2 separate regions of the Mus musculus genome follow, and region 1 is linked to region 2. Evidence: chromatin contacts called from public promoter capture Hi-C data. All regions are on one chromosome and are shown on one strand. Each heading gives the region's core, a stretch centred on a gene start, on an enhancer-like site or on the middle of the called end of the contact. The rest is flanking DNA. Distances are from core to core; before and after follow the strand shown.

Evidence for each region. Promoter capture Hi-C pulls out the DNA fragments that hold promoters and counts their contacts.
Region 1: a contact with region 2 is called in a promoter capture Hi-C map of pre-B cells. The contact joins the promoter of Hmgxb4 here to the promoter of Zfp617 in region 2. A contact is called at or near these places in 3 of 39 promoter capture datasets (cranial neural crest, pre-B cells and second pharyngeal arch cranial neural crest).

What each region holds. Positions count from the first base shown.
Region 1 is chr8:74,991,511-74,997,477 of GRCm38.p6, forward strand. Hmgxb4 (HMG box domain containing 4) reads left to right here and starts at 2,140. Exons shown (of 11, transcript NM_178017.2): 1 at 2,140-2,239.
Region 2 is chr8:71,920,117-71,925,496 of GRCm38.p6, forward strand. It overlaps Zfp617 (zinc finger protein 617), which reads left to right and starts at 2,709. Exons shown (of 4, transcript NM_133358.3): 1 at 2,709-2,856. The coding sequence starts at 2,854.

The sequences.
Region 1 (5,967 bases), core at 890-3,389, 3.1 Mb after region 2:
GTGAATGTATTCTTTACGTCCCATGAAGCCGAAGGAGGACTCTGTGAGGTCAGCGCTCATCTCCCACCTTCTGTTGCCAAATTCCACAGAGCCATGCTAGGATGCTCACAGCAGAGAAGCTTCACCCACATGCTTCTGAGGAGGAGCTTGTTCAGAGTGCCTCGGCCTTCTGGACTCCACCACCGATTCCCCTTCCAGCAAAGCAAGTGCCAGCAGGCACCTCATCACAAGAAGCACCGGAGTCATGTTTTAAAGAGCAGGCCTTTCCACCCTTACCTGCATCTGTACTGCTCTTCCCCAACCAACACACCACCACTCACTACAACATGGCTTTATTATTTTCTGCTGCCCTCCCAGCCAGAGTATCAGCTGCTGAGGCTCAAGTACCCTTGACTTTGTTCTCTTGTTAGTGCCCAGCACCTTGCCCAGTGCCTGCTATACCCTGTGCTTTCCATAAGGACTGTTTCAGCGAATAAATGAACGAGTGTATGTTCAGTGATCCAAGAATGATAGTACTGTGGTCAAGAACAGGCTGAGGAGCTGAAGAGATGGCTGCAGGTTAAGAGAATACTACTCTTCCAAAGGACCTGAGTTCAGTTCCCAGCATTCACACTGTACAGTTCATGACTGTCTATAGTCCATCTCCAGGAAATCTGGTGTATTCCTTTGGCTTCTATGAGCATGTGCACACACACCAACAGTTAAAGAAATAGAGGCCATGAATTTGAGAGAAATAAATGGAAAGGGTTGAAAAGAGGGAACATGATCTAATTATATTTATATATAAGAATTAATAGTAGTGCATGATTTTAATCTCAGTGTTCAGGAGGCAGAAGCAGGAGGATTTCTGTGAATTTCAGGCAAGCCTTGTCTACATAATGAGTTCCAGGACAGCCAGGGCTGCTTCCTCCACCCATCCCTCCCGCCAAAACTGCCTACCTCCTGTGACTTTGACAAAGCAAAACAGAAGAGAAATTCCTCCCTAGAGCAGATGAAGGCTGGGTCTTTTCAGTGAGGAGGGCACCAGCTTCTGGTTGCCCTGATGGAGTGAGCACTGTTCACACAGAAGGCTATTATATACTTACACTATGCTACAAAAACAGAGTCTTTATATTAAACCAGGCTCTGGAAATTGTAAATGCTATTGATTTATTGAGTTCTCCTCAATAAATCAGAAGAAACTGTTTTCTCCTGTTTCTTAGAGAAAGAGTAACTTATTTATTTCCATTTTGTGTGTTTTTAGGGGACATTCCTGTGGCAGTCAAACTTGCATGAATCAGTTCTCTCTTTCCACCATGTAAATTTCCGGTGTCAAACACATACCCAGAGATTTGGTGTAAAATATTTTAACCCACTGAACCAATTCACCAGTCCTCTTAACACTTAAACAAAAATTGGTGTGAGCGGTGTAATAATTTGGTGAGAAAACAGCTTGTCTTACAAGTGTATGGTCTTCCACTTCACCTGGGCTACTCTCCAGATGTAAATGCTAAATTACAAATAAATACGGCTATTAACCCTTATCGCTCTGAGTCCGGCAAAGAACAGATTGTCTTGAAATAAACAGCATAACATTCTGTCTTAAATACAAAAGATTTAGGGGTAAAAGGAGAACAAGAAGGGCTACTATTAGGTGACCAGAAAGGACCGAGATTGCGGAGAAGGACCCATGAGTTCCTAAAAGAGAATACAAAGCTAATTGTCTAATTTTAAGTCTGTCATGAAATTTTCGAGGTTTGTATAAGCACGTGGTAGATAAGTACATAAAATTGTAACTGACAGTGAACGTATAAAATCCAAAGCCAAGCTCCATTGCTTCAGAACGACTGTTCTAATTGCATAGAAGTTTACGGAGCTGTAAAGACTTTGGGTTGGGGCAGGTGTTTGGCTACATTAATCTAATTGCCTGATATTTTTTATTCGCAATTTCTTTACAGAAAGATATTTTTATTGAAGAATAAACAGGAGACTTTTGAAATTATTTGTTTAGACCGAGAAGAGATTTCTAGACTAAACCTGCAACGGAGGAGTGTATTCTCAAACGGTACCGCGACCGCGCTCAACAAGCAGGTTTATTCGATGCGCTCGACGCTCTTTCGCCGGCGCGGTAGCCCCGCTGCAGTAGGAGTCTGCGCTCTGGGCTCGACTGAGGCGCCCTTGTTGCTCGCGCTTTTCTCTCCTTCTCCAAGATGGCGGCCGTCGGCGGCGCTGAGGCGGGATCCGAGCGAGCCGAGTGAAGGTAGCGGCGAGCGGAGCCCCCACCAGACCCGTCCGGACCCCCACCCCGGGGCGGCAACGGCCCCGCCCGGCCTCCGCCCACCGCTCCGGCCCCCCGACACCGTCCGGGAGGCGCTTCAGGCCCGCCGCGGCCTAGCTCGGGGGCCAAGCCGGGAACTGGAGTAGCGGCTGCAGCCGCCCCGGGGAAGGGGCTCGAGCGGGCCGCAGGAGGAAGGCGGCGGGAGCTGTTCAAACGGGGAAGGCGGGAAAGCTGCGGGGCCGGGAGGGGGCGTGCGGCCGCCCCAGGGACCCGCGGCCCGCGCCGCCCCTCCCCCTGCGCCGCTGTCTGGGCGCTCCGGGGCGCCGGAGGCCGACGGGACGTGGGAACACGGGTCGGGCGGAGCGCGGCATGGGAGCCGGGGCGCGGGCTACCTGGGGCTGTCAGGAAGAGAGGTCCCGGGCCGGCGGGCGGGAGGGCTGGGCGCGCGGTGAGCGGCGAGCGGGAGAGGATGCCCGGAGCTTCCTGCGCTGCGCAGAGCTTTGTTGAACTAGCGGTTGCAGCAGACCTGCCGAGGTTATCACAGCGGGGACCCCGGGAACGGTGGTCTTGGGGACTGTATGGATAAACGATCTCGTATTGTGTGTGTTCTTTGCGTGCGACTCAGTTTGAACATGCCTTCTTAATTGGAGTCATCTCCATACAGGCCCATTTCCCCCTCCACAACCACTACTTGTAGGTTCACTTTAGTTTATATCATATAGCAGACAAGATATGTCTACCACCCACCCACCCCACCCTTGTTTCCAGTACTGGCTGATTCTATACCCTCGTAGCAAAATACATTTTTAAAAACTGCATCCAAAGTAAAGCCTGTTGATTATGGCTTGTCAAAATTTGGATCGCTGAACTCGTGGAACCGAGTATGTTATCAGCCAATCTGTGCAGTGGTCGTGGTTCCAGTTAGCATTGCAGTGAGAAGATTCAGTGCGCCTTTCTGGCTATGGAGATCTCTGCAAGTTGCGAAGCTGGCAGGGGCTGGAGTGCTGCATAGGTGGGTCCTTGGAAAAGGGTGTGGCAAGAACTCCAACAGATCCAAGAAGGAAGGAAACCCACTGAAGTAAGAATTCACCTGTGCTATCCTAGAAGTAGCAACAAAATATCAGAATCTGCCAACAGCTGGATGTGTTTCTTCCTTTGACTGCATGGACTGGCAATCTAAGTTCCTAAAAACAGCCTTGGAGGAAACTCCCGTCTGGAGGAGACAGACCTTCCTTGCCCAGTTTACTGGGTGGATTTTCTTTCTTTTTCAATTCTCCGATCTGTTCTGGGATGATGATAACGATTAGCGATTGCTGGAACTGAGATTACCTCCAAAAACTTAGTTTCTGAAACTTTTTTTATAGTTAACGCTTTGAATTTCCAAAATAACAAAATTCTACCTTTGAAGATTTTAACTTTTTTCATAATTACTTGTTATCCCAAAAGCCTGTGCTGAAGTTTTATTTTCAAGTGGAATTAACAGCCTGCTTCTCCTTTCTTATACCCTGAAGAAAAGCCTTGGAAGAGCCGAGCCACGGTGTTCACGTTTTCTAAGCATTCGCTATCTATAATGGCATAAACAGTATTAAACAATGAATGAGCTTTTCTATGCTGTCATGTTTTTGCACACTAAGACAAACACTAACTGTAAGATTATCCTGCCCCAAGAAGTTGACAGCATAGAATTTTGTAAACTCCAAAATTATGGAATTCAAGAGAATGGGTTTTAGCACCTGTTTTGTGTTTGCTAACATTTGATGTAGTTGTTTTCTGATGTGAAAATCAAACCTAAATTTTTGATCTTCATTAACTCTCCCAATTTACTTTCTACCCCTGAGCCCTCAATTTAATTTGAGACATAGTGTTCATCTAATCTTGTATGAATGCTCCTGAACTCTGCTTTCTTTCACACTGCTGCTTGAGACCTTTTCCCCCTCCCTGGTACTGTCTTTTTCTTGTGAGGCAGCCACCATTTAGGGCCCATCAGTCTGCCCATCCTGGGAATATTCCATAGTATTTCTCAGGTTCTGGGCTGCCCTACATATTGGACTTGTGTTCAGGGTTCACTCACTTTTCCTACAAGCATCTAGTCTTTGTTTGTTTGTTTGTTTGTTTGTTTGTTTTTAAGATTTATTTATTATATGTAAGTACACTGTAGCTGTCTTCAGACACACCAGAAGAGGGTGTCAGATCTCATTATGGATGGTTGTGAGCCACCATGTGGTTGCTGGGATTTGAACTCAGGACCTTCAGAAGAGGAATCAGTGCTCTTAACCACTGAGACATCTCACCAGTCCCTGGTCTTTATTTTAAGAAAGTTCTGGTAGTAGCAGGCGTAGTCCTAATACAGAAAGCCAGCACGTCTGTGTTGACCTGCCTTCAGGAGCATTCCCTAATTTTATGTTTCCAAACCTTTTTAAAATGTACTAATTTTTCACAGCAGTCAAGAAATAACTTTTCACACCTAGTAAAAAGTTCAGCTGGCTTCCAACCCAATAAGACATTGCCTAATTGTATCTTATATTACTTGTAATGTTCTCAAGGGGGAAAGCTGTTTATGAGTCTCTGGCCTGCCATTACTTATGTTTAAAAGTGTATTGGTGTTTGACCAGTGACTGATGGATGTATTATGAGACTAAATAAGGATGTGGTTGGACTGGGGAGGAGCGGGGCATTATTTCTCAGGAATTCTATGCCAAAATTCATCAGGTACGAAAAGCCTGAAACTTCAATCTAAAGTTATTTTACTTAGTGTCAGCTTGTGAAAGCCAAGATCACCTGTATGGCTTTCTAATAAACTCATCATTTTTGAACTAGTGAGAATATTGCCATTGTTTTGTTTGAGAGATTCTCTCTAGCCCTGGAATTCATTATGTAGATCAGGCTGGCCTTGAATTCACAAGATAGCCACTTGTCGATGCCTTCCAAGTGCTGGAATTAAAGGTGTGTGCCACTTGGCAAAATTGTTGTCTTTAAATGAGTGCATATCATTTTCAGTGGCCCACCTTCACTCCCTTTTAAGTTAATATCGAGGGGTTGGAAGTGAAGAACAGTTTCTATTTAAGAAAGTGTAGTAATTAAACACTAAAACAGGAAAAAATGGCCATGTATATCTTGTCACCTTACATTCTTACATGAGGCCTGACCCTACATTTTCTTCATTTCATGAGAAAAGCCCTGTGAGCAACCAGCATGCCAGCTCTTTAAACAATTGGCTTCATGTAGATTTACTTCCCTCCAGCTTCCCTTACCTTGAACAAATTCCTTCATTTCACATTTTGTAATTCTCAGACTTTGAAAATCATAACAGTGCTTTTCTTTGTATTGTCAACTTTGGCCTACCTGTGCATTGTATTTATGTGGCTTTTAAAGAAACATTTGTTGTTTTGTTTTGAGACAGGGTCTCACTTGGGAGCCCTGGCTGGCCTGGAACTCATGTAGAGCAGACTGGCCTGAGATTTACAGAGAACCACATGCCCCTGACATGCTGACTCCTGTGTGCTGGGACTAAGGGTATTCACCAGCAAGCCTCACTAAATTAAAACTCTTAACCATTAAGTCATGAAAATTTCCCGTTAATCAGCTCGTGTTTTCTTTCCCACAAACTCTGTGCTTCTGTTTTCTCCACACCTATCTGAAGGGCGGAATAATGTTACAGAACTGACCTTCAGTCATCCTAAAGTCATTTATTATAGTGAAGGTTAAATTAA
Region 2 (5,380 bases), core at 1,459-3,958:
AGGATTTCTATTCCTGCACAAACATCATGATCAAGAAGCAAGTTGGGGAGGAAAGGGTTTATTCAGCTTACACTTCCATACTGCTGTTCATCACCAAAGGAAGTCAGGACTGGAACTCAAGCAGGTCAGAAAGCAGGAGCTGATGCAGAGGCCATGGAGGGATGTTCTTTACTGGCTTGCCTCCCCTGGCTTGCTCAGCCTGCTCTCTTATAGAACCCAAGACTACCAGCCCAGAGATGGTCCCACCCACAAGGGGCCTTTCCCCCTTGATCACTAATTGAGAAAATGCCTTACAGTTGGGTCTCATGGAGACATCTCCTCAACTGAAGCTCCTTTCTCTGTGATAACTCCAGCTGTGTCAAGTTGACACAAAACTAGCCAGTACAATTGACCCCTTGTCAACTTGACACACAAATACATCACTAGTAAGCCTCAACCCTTACATTCTTACTCATCCCCAAGGTCTAAATAACTTTAAAAGTCCCACAGTCTTTACATATTCTTAAATTTTCAATCTCTTTAAAATATCCATCTCTTTTAAAATCCAAAGTCTTTTTACAATTAAAAGTCTCGTAACTGTGGACTCCACTAAAACAGTTTCTTCCTTCAAGAGGGAAAATATCAGAGCACAGTCACAATCAAAAGCAAAAATCAATCTCCAACCCTCCAATGTCTGGGATTCAACTCACCATCTTCTGGGCTCCTCCAAGGACTTGGGTCACTTCTCCAGCCATGCCCTTTGTAGCACACGCGTCGTCCTCTAGGCTCCAGATGCCTGTACTCCACTGCTGCTGCTGCTCTTGGTGGTCATCTCATGGTACTGGCATCTCCAAAACACTGCGTTCTGAAATGGTTACTCCCTGAATGAAAATTTTTGACATGAAGGCTGTTTGGTATGGTTGAAGAGGTTCATTGTAGACAGGAGAAACAATACAGCCAAAGAAATCTAGAAGCGTCCAGACTGAACCGGACCATGAGAGGAGAGGTTGCCGAAAGCAGGGGAGGAGAGAATGGGGAAAGAGGACCAAGAGAGATCCAGGAAATAAAAGATAACAGGATCAGAGGCTGGGGGAAAGGAAGCCCAGCCTCAGGCAGTGGAGGTTTAGGGTAGGGAGTAAGGTGAGAAGTGCTGGGAGAGTTGACCAGAGGCTGCTTTATCTATTAATAGGCACCTCAGCCATTTGTCCAGGGATTCTGTGAGATCCAACAGCCCTCAAGGTGGGCCAAAGTGGCTGGTTTTTACCAGCCTGCTCCTTTAGGCCCAATCTCGTAACTTTTATGCAGCCCTCACTTGGACAGAGTTAAGCAGTGTGTTGTGCTGTGACAGTTCTCAATAGTACCTGGCTCGTCCTTGCTCCCGTTCAGGTACACTATGCTGAAACATATCAAGTGATATGAAAGTTCCTGCCCCCTAAAAGGTAATTTTTTAAAAAATCAGACCTTTTTATTTGTTCTGGGGAGTAGTCTGAGACACCTTAGGAAGATAGATAGCTCTGGGATTTGGTCCAGACAATGAAAGCTGTATCTCAGGCTCTTCTGCTCTCCCCTCCCCTTCTCAAGGTTAGTCTGTCCACCTCTGCCTGCCCCTCATCTCCTCTACCTCCTTCCCCACATCACCTCCTCCCAGACCCGCCTGCCAGGCTTCGAATGGAAGCCTGCCCCTTCTTTTTTTTTTTTTTTTTTTTTCTCGAGACAAGGTTTCCCTGTATAGCTCTGGCTGTCCTGGAACTCACTTTGTAGACCAGTCTGGCCTCGAACTCAGAAATCTGCCTGCCTCTGCCTCCCAAGTGCTGGAATTAAAGGCGTGCACCACCACGCCTGGCCCCCTGCCCCTTCTTTTAAGGCCTTTTTTGTTGGTTGGTTGGTTGGTTGGTTGGTTTTTTGTTGTTGTTGTTGTTGTTGGTTTTTTCGAGACGGGGTTTCTCTGTATAGCCCTGGCTGTCCTGGAACTCACTTTGTAGACCAGGCTGGCCTCGAACTTAGAAATCCGCCTGCCTCTGCCCCCCCCCCCCGAGTTCTGGGACTAAAGGTGTGCACCACCACACCCGGCTTAAGGCCCTATTTTTAGAGCTGCATAAATTGTACTGTTTCTGTCTAATGTCACTTCCACCTACAGGGCTGAGCATGGCTTGAGGCACTTTATAATAAACCTCATTTCTAAAAAGAATGTCCTTTGTGGAAGAGCTGCTGAAGCTTTTTTTTAATTGCTGGAAAGTACAGTTTTTTTAATGTTGTCATTAGCGTGTATTAATTACACGAAAAGTTTCAATATAACATTTTCATTCATGTATCTTGTTTATATTCATACACACACAGACCTTTACCTGCTCTTGTCCCTCTCGAATTCTTTCATCTTTTATGTCTTTGTGTGTCCCAATGAATCTCATTAGTGTTGTTGACAGGAGAGGGAGTGGTTGTGTCAGTAAGAGGGAGAATAAATTTATTCTGTCACTTAGGCTTCGGAGACTGGATCTGTGGGCCCAGCAATAAGGGCCAAAGGAGCGGCAGGTAGGGTGCCGAGAGGCAGCGCCTTGTCCGCCATCTCCCTTCCGGGCGGTTCTCAGTAACCAACTGTGGGAGTCCCGGACGGTTTAGCGTCCTTGGCTGTATGACGCCATACCCTAGGAAAGGTCGGGAGGTCCGCCGGAAACTCCCGGTACAGACACCAGTGTGTGAGCTGGCCAATCAGCAGCGCCGGCGGGAGGAGCGGAAGTTCCTCACCCGCCATCTTTCTTGCTGGCGCTTCCCTCCTCACAGCTCTCAGCTGAGGAAGTCCAAGTTGCTGAGCCTCCGCGGCCGTGTGAGTGCCTGTTCCGGAGCCTCTGTGGAGCCGCGGCAGGCCTGGGCACAGACATGGTGAGCCAGGCGAGTGGCGGGGCTGTGCGCGGCGCCCTTGGTCCCGGGCGGCGGGATCCCGGTGCTGCGCCGGGGGACGAAGGGCGGCTGCGCACTGTCGCCTGCGGCTCCAGAAAAGCTGCTTTTCCCCTTAGGGAAAGTCAGTCGAAAGCGGGATTCCGAGGCTGGATGATGTGGAGCCGAGCTGGAAGTTTAGGAGACAATTCTTGCGAGTGAGAATTTACGCCCCGCCATGCACGGAGGCCAGGGGAGGTCACCCGGTGTCCTGCTTTGTCACGGCCCGCCTTATTCCTGTGAGACAGGGTTTCTTACTGAACCTGTGGCTAGGCTGCCTGCTAGCAAGCTCCAGCGATCCTCCGGGCTCTGTCCCCATGCCTGGCATTTACTTGGGTGTTTTTTATTTGAACTCGGGTTCTCACCCTTGCTCAGCGAGCACTCTTACACACCGAGTTATCTCTCCAGGCCCGAGAAACATGTCTAATATAGATCTTAAGCGCAGAGATTAATGGAAGTGAACCTGGGAAAACTGAGACATACCGAGATGTGAGGGAACTTCTCAGGGGACAGTCACAGTTCTTTTCCATGGGTACATGCGGCTCCCGCATTTAGGATTGTAATATCCTCTTGGTAGATTATCCCTTTATAGAGTATGACGAGACTATCTTTATCCCTTCTGACTTAAGGTCGGAGGAAGAACTTTTCAATTTTCGTCATCTCTGTGAGTATGGTACTTGAGGGTTTTCAAGTTTATCTTTTACTCTTGGGTTAAATACTGCTCTTACCTCTGCTCCTTTTTCCAGTAATAAAAGTTTTTTTGGAAACGACTGGACTTTAAGTCGTGGTCAAGTTCAAATCATAGTGAATTGCAAACGTATCGGTTTCTTTGTTTTGGATTTTTTTTGTTGTTTTGCTTTGTTGTTTGTTTGTTTTTGTTTTGTTTGAGACTAGATCTTACATATCCTAGGCTGTTGATAAACTTAGTTTACAGCCAAGCTTGACTTTGAGTTTCTGATAGTCTTATGACTACCTTCCAAGTGCTGGGATTCTATGAGCACATCACTAGCTCCTGGTTTTGCAGCTCTGAAATTTAAACCCAGGGCCTCATGCATTCTAGACAAGTATCTACCGTATACCAACTGAGCTACAGTCTCAACTCTATATCAAATTTTATTCCTGAGTAACTTTTCTGTGATCAGCACTTAATATTATTTAATTGACTGAACTTTGTCCTCATGGTATATAGTGGGATCCACTTAGTATTTATTTGACTATTAATTATCAAGTGGCTATGTCTTTCTTTACATGTGGTTTAAATGTTTTAGTAATTTTTCCATCTTTACTGATGTGATGGTTTAGTTTATACTGAGCACACTCATCTTTCTCGATTCTTGTATTGCAGATATTTTCCTTCTATTTTATTGTCTTTGCACCCCATTAATTGATATTTTTCAATTTGTCAAGACATTTAATTACTTCTTTCCTCCTTTCAAATAAAGAATTTTACATTAAAATTGTATAAATCATAGGGCTCGCTCCCTCCCTCCCTCTTTTCATAGGCACTACAGGAACCCAAACCAGATGTGCATAACTAGTCAGGTATAAAACCAAGCTCCCCTTACAAACACACTAGAATAAGAACTTCCCTGAGGGATAGGAAACAGTTATGTTCTCAGGGAAATTGAAGATCCTGGATGCTTCCAGTTGAAAGAGTTGAAAACCTGCCCATTGTGGTGGCATATGCTTTTTTAGTCCCAGCTCTGCAGGCAGAAACAGGCAGATCTCTGTCATTTGCAGACTTGCCCTGTCTATGTAGCGTTCCAGGCCAAGACTACATAGTAAGGTTGCTTCTGAAAAGAGAGAATAAGGGTTGAACACTGGGAGCTGAGTGCAGGATGACTTATATAGCTGTCCTCTGTGTGGGCTGTGACTACCCAGGACAGGGGAATGTTGATACAACAATCTGTCTTGATGCTACTGCTTGTCCATACCTCAGTAATAAACAGAATAAAAGTCATTCATATGACAACGGGGAAGATAGAGTGAAGGTGGTAATCTGAAGTAGGCAACAGTCCTGCTCTGGTTTGGTGTGATTGTCCATATACTTGCTCTTTAATTTACTGAACTCCCACATTGGTCCCTTCTAGTAATTTTTTTTTTTGTACCAGAAAAGTAAACATTTGGAGTCAAACTCACTTTTTCTTTTCTTTTTCTATTTTTCACATATGTAAATATATGCTTGCTTGAGAAAGCCCACTTTTACACCCTCTTCATTAAAGCGGGTCTTTAAGTAAGGGCTCACTGAAATGGATAGTGGTGCTAGGTAGCTTGCTTGCTTTAGAGACCTTGTGTCTCCAACTTCCTAGGCTGTAATTACAAGCAGGCCATTGTACCTACCCATCATTTACTGGGTCTCAGAGATCTAAACTGACAAGCACTTAACTGCTAAGCCATCTGCCCAGACAAACATTTGGAATTTTTTAGCATGCTGGGTGCCTTCTAGGATGACTGGATTCTTGGAGATTCC